2 separate regions of the Gasterosteus aculeatus genome follow, and region 1 is linked to region 2. A link is a contact called in public Hi-C data. All regions are on one chromosome and are shown on one strand. Each heading gives the region's core, a stretch centred on a gene start, on an enhancer-like site or on the middle of the called end of the contact. The rest is flanking DNA. Distances are from core to core; before and after follow the strand shown. Region 1 holds the start of sash1a (SAM and SH3 domain containing 1a). Region 2 overlaps sash1a (SAM and SH3 domain containing 1a).

Region 1 (2,700 bases), core at 61-2,560, 61 kb before region 2:
TGTTGAATTAAGAAGCCTTTATCTTACAAGAAGTGGTTTGTTTCTTTAGATCTGGACCCCGTCTACACTAAACCAGTGGTTTCAAAGGATCTACTCAGAATCTTTACAAGCTGAAACTGAGGTGATGAAAGGAGATATATATCATACATATATATTATATTTCAGGTTTTTTTTTTAGATATTTTATGTGTAAATTACTGGATAAATGACATCACGCTTCAGTTGAAACGTTGGCTCCTGAAGCGGCCGTTGCTTTGTTTGAAGGGCTCTGCAACTTGGGCACACCTGCAGGGCAGTCCCATTCACGTGATTGATTGCCTTGCAAACAAACCTGTGTATTTCCATCCAGCCAGCGAGGCGCTTGTGTTGGCTCCCTTGGCCTTCCTCCCCCCTCCGCCCCCCCCCGGGAAACCTGCTGGTCGCTCTCAAAGGCCCCGGGGGGCAGCAGAGTGGAAACCCGGCACTCCTGGCACGGCCGGCGGAACTCGGCGAGTCAACCCGCCACAGAGAGCACCGGACCCCGTCTTCTCACTCCCATAATGCTCTGCTCCCGAAGCTGATCCATGCAAAGGCTGAACGGAGCTGTGCGAGTTTAAATCTCACCCGAGAGCTGTAAACCAACACTAACAGGTCGCGGACGGTACGATGGCGGCAGCCGACAGGTAAACCACCGTGTTGGATGTTGAGTAGCTCAACGGCATGATTGGACATCCGACAATGATGAAGCAGCCCCACCAGGCTCGCACCTCTTCCTCTGACATTCCGATATGAGGCTGTTTGATATGCTTACCCACTCCTCCTCTTCCTCCTCCTCCTCCGCCCGAGCCCCGGCCGATGCCCTGATGGGCCTGAGGCAAATCACTTCCAGCCCGGAGCCGAGACGGCGATTGCATCAAACTGACCCCTAACAAGCTGTCGGCTCACATTCGATGAAGCACGCATCTGCACCGGCTGGCTCGGCTTCCGCTTTGGACAGCGCGGACAGGTCTTGTCCGAGGAGAGAGTTTGACTTGTTTCATACCAATAATGGAAGCATCCGGTGCTGCTGCAATTAGACGCCGACCGTCGGGCACCAATCGCTCTGCGTTGCTGTAAAGAGTCGAAAGAGAAATTGCATCAAATGTCTGTTCGTGCAGCCAATGGGTTACTGCCTCAGTTTCTTCTATTTCATCAGCCCCCCCACCCCCTCTCCCCGGTGCTGAGGAGGCCTCAGTTCCCCACTCGCCACATAGAGGGCGCTCATGCGCACCGAGAAACAGAAGCGTGCCAGCGCTGAATGAGTAGACGCGTATGTGTATGAGAGAGAGAGAGAGAGAGAGAGAGAGAGAGAGAGAGAGAGAGAGAGAGAGAGAGAGAGAGAGAGAGGTGCGGAGAACGAAATCCCATCGTTGGGGAGGAATGTGACTCGGGGTTTCGTTTCTACTGCGCGACGGGCTTAGCGTGCGCTGTCGTCTCGCGCATACTTTGGTGTGACCCATTGTGTCCCCCGACTCGGCGTGACAAGTTGGTAGAGAGAGAGAGAGAGAGGTGGGTGGGGGACTATTTTTAAATGGGCACGGTGAGATGCGTGGGGGGGCGTGGACGGCAGAGGAGCAGCAGTGAGCACGTTGGCTCTTGGCTGCGCGGCTCCACTGCGCTGATGTGCCGGCTGGAAGAACCGGAATACGCGTAAAACCTGCGCGGAACCTCGCGGTCGCCTCCGATCGTCCGCGGCCGACTTTCTGTCGTTTTTTGTTGTTGTTGTTGTTGTTGTTGTTGCACCCTTTTGGATTTACTCTCTCGAGGCGCTCGGCTTTGGCGACACGGAGGACTTTAAGGAAGCAGGATAAGCTGTAAAAAAACCCGAAACAGATTCTCTTTTTTAAGACCGAGCAGCTGCCGCGCGTAACGGACGAAATCCCATTGAGCAGCTATTTGAATCACAATAGTTTTGAGACGACTGCTTTCTTTATATGTTTAAGTAAGCCGACTGGACTGAATGCGCGCGGTAAGTCACAGAAATGCCATTTAGGACGTGAGAGCCGATCTTCGTTTGGAGACATTGACAGGTGTTCCAGACAAGAACGGACTGTCAGGCTCAACCTGTTTTAATTCACTTACGGCTCTGTTGTTATGTCTTGCGACATCGCGCCATCAAAAGGTTGGAGGATTGGAGCAACAGTCCAGAACATCTGTACTTTCATAATACTTTGAGAGCGCGCACGTGGTCATCAACAACCGCATAATGCGTTTGAGACGCCGGCTGGGAGACTAGAAGCGATCGACCGCGGCGTCTTCTTCCCGTCCCGGAGTCGGAGCCAAATCCGGCGACAGCCAAAATGACGAGCAGCGGACCTGTCATCGTTTTCGAGTGGCTGAAGACCCTGCAGCTTGCCCAGTACGTCGAGGCCTTCGTGGACAACGGCTACGACGATCTGGAGGTCTGCAAACAGATCGGAGACCCCGACCTGGACGCCATCGGGGTCTGCGTCCCGCACCACCGGCAACGGATTCACGACGCGGTGAGGAGGCTGAAGGACGAAGCCAGCGAGACGGCCAGTGGACTCTATTTCACCTTGGAGCCGATGCCACCCGCCGCCGAGGTTTATACCAGTCACGTGGCGGACCAGTACGAGTCCAAACTGCGGGGATCCAAGTCCTGGACCGAGCCCACCGGTGAGCGGATCGGGCGCCACGGGGGCCACATGGGCGCGCAGAGGA
Region 2 (2,700 bases), core at 86-2,585:
CTGCTTTTTCCTCTATTTCCTCCAGCAGGCGGCGAGGATGCTTTGTTCACTTTGACGTTAGTGTAATAATCCGTTTTTTTTTTTTTTTGACGTTGAAGCAGCCGGTCAGAGAAGCCGAGGATGGAGAATCTCCCCGTTTGATTTGACCTGACATGAATGCCGGCGAATGAAACCTCAACGCCTTCGCCGTTCCCGTGAAGGGAAACTGAATCACTCGTCTTTGACAGAGGCGAGCAAAGATTAAAATGGATCGTGTGAAAAGGCAAAGGGACTCTTGCAGCGAGCCAAAGAAGCATGCGTCCCGTCTTTGCTGAGATTTGTACGCGCAGCGAAAGCATCTATTCAGCAGAACGTTATAGTGTTCAACAATGAATCGGCTATTTTTAAGTTGGCAAGCTCAGGGAATCAAAGGAGGAGGGATAAAGATACAGCTGATTTACCCTCACCAGGCAGTTTTCATGCACACACACACATTTAATTGTGACCATGTCAGGTAAAACAGTACTTAAGATGTATCCCAGTTCCGTCTGTAATAGTACAGGTTCACAGTATACTGCAGTATAAAACGGTGCTTATTTTACTGTCGCTTTGCTCATCTACAACGTTGAAGAAAAAACAAGAAGGACGCGAGTTACCAACTGCGAATGTTGAGTTTAAAAATAACTAAATAGAGAAATCGGGCAGCGAGGGGAGGGATTGAGCAGCCTGCAAAGGCACATCCTTCAGCATGATGAACAGCAGTAAAACTGCCAAGAAAAAGGATTCACACTTCCTCCTGCAACATGCGGGTTGTAGGAAGTGAATAGCTTCCTACAGGGTTGTGTACAAAAAAATCCCCATATTTGCATGTCATCTTTTTGACTTTTAAAACATGATGATTGTGCAAATGTTGAACTTCAAATCTTTTGTTTCTGCCGTAAATCAACCTCTAAATAATCGTTCTGCCATCACTCGCCGCAGAATAGATTCCATTCATCACTCTTGATCAAGGATGCTATTGAACCTTTCTTTAATAAATTACTCCCCACCCCCTCCCAGAGCCTGACGGAGCGGCACGCGGAGCGGGTTCGGCCTTCGGGGGCCGTTCTCCGACAGACGGCGGGGGCAGAGAGCCTGATCTGTCTTCATGCGCTTTTAATTACATGCTGCTGGCCGGCCTCGCGTCCCCGGGGAGGCGAGGTGAAGCGCGCCGTCACTCCGCTGGCAGCTCAATATCACCCCCTACCTAAAAAACCCCGAGGAGGAGAGGGGTGGGGGGCACCTTCAGGGCAGCGCGGGGTTCAATTCAGCAGACGCGTTGACGAGGGCCGCGGGGGGAGGCTGTCGATCATTCCTCAGCACTGTGACCGTCCCTCGAGGGGGGGGGGGGCAGGCTGCTCTCATAACACACCACCACTGTGCTTCCATCTTTTTCCTCCTGTAAACGTCCAATATGCATTATTCCTCTCTGAGGTACGACGTCTTCTTCTGACTGCCGGTCAGTCGGCGGGTCGATCTCGGTGACCAGGCAGGCGGTGTCGGTGTGAGAAGACGGAGACGGAACACGGCTACGTCCGTGTGTGTGTGTGTGTCTGATTGCACAACGCACAGCAACAGCCTCTCTCTCTCTCTGCCTCACACACACACACACACACACACACACACCGTTACTCTCCACAGTTCTCAACACACATTTCAACAGTTCCGAACACGTTGGCCGGCTCGAGCCGAGAGAGGGGATGAGGCTCCCTCACACACACACACACACACACACACACACGCACAAACCTTTTATGTATCAGAAGCCCTTCATTCACATGACTCTCGCCCTCCCCGAGCTGCACTTTAGTGCGAGAATGAATGCTGTAACCTCCAGGCAATGTCAAGGTGAAGGAAACGTGTCAGCGCCCCCCCCCCCCCTCCCTCGTCCCCCCGTGAGCTTTTTCCTCGCTCCGGCACTCTCCAGTTAATGATCCGAGCGCGTTGCCTCAGCCGGGCCTGGCCAGATGAGCCAAGAGGAGGAAGAGGAGGAGGAGGAGGAGGAGGCTGGCCGGGCGAACGGAGAGGAGGACACTGTAATCACAGGCAATCATAAGCTCTCTCTGTGGATTTTCGATCCCTCAGACTGGACCGCTTGGCCCTAAACCCTGTGATTTGAGCTGAGAGGTAGAGTGAGACAGAAGAAAATGGGGGTGGGGACGATAAGGAAATTGAGAATGTATAACTGAGTACACAAAAATGAAGGATTGTAGTGATTTTCTTCATCGCGAGTGAAAGATTCTAGTGGCTCAGAATCCCGTGCTTGCTTTTTTTCGGTGGAGAGATATTTTTAAAAAAAAAACGTTGAGTGGTCATACAAAGAACAGGAAAAGGAACTTAGAGGTTAAGAAGTGGTTCCAAACCCATCGGATCGGAACAGAAACACAATACATTCATTCAAAACCTCGGCCCAGTTAATAGTGTGGGATTCGTGGTTTTGGTGTCTATAATCGAATGGGTGGTTAGACTCCGGGGGCATATTAGGATTTTGATTCTAAGTTACCCAGTGACTGATAGACGTGCCCACCGCATTAGCCAAACCTAGCTCTGTGCTTCCAAAGCATCATTATAGCTGGAAAAACACATTATTTGTTTTTTTTCAAAAACATATATGTTCACATTGTTTGAGCAAATGTTCATTCATCGCGTTGCAGCTCGACACAGTGGGCGGCTTCTCCACCC

What was found. A called contact is a pair of places that touch in the nucleus more often than the background predicts.
Region 1: a contact with region 2 is called in a Hi-C map of skeletal muscle, with 8 times the contacts expected there. The contact joins the promoter of sash1a here to the enhancer-like site in region 2. A contact is called at or near these places in 4 of 6 Hi-C or Micro-C datasets (skeletal muscle, tail fin and whole body).

What each region holds. Positions count from the first base shown.
Region 1 is chr18:12,737,294-12,739,993 of fGasAcu3.hap1.1, reverse strand. It overlaps sash1a (SAM and SH3 domain containing 1a), which reads left to right and starts at 1,310. Exons shown (of 19, transcript XM_078093349.1): 1 at 1,310-2,700. The coding sequence starts at 2,319.
Region 2 is chr18:12,676,381-12,679,080 of fGasAcu3.hap1.1, reverse strand. The region is part of intron 1 of sash1a (SAM and SH3 domain containing 1a); the gene reads left to right. Among protein-coding and RNA genes, the nearest start is that of LOC144389388, 11 kb to the right of the region's middle. Within about 2 kb of position 1,335, at least 1 of the 9 cell types and tissues checked has open chromatin away from gene starts, as enhancers often do.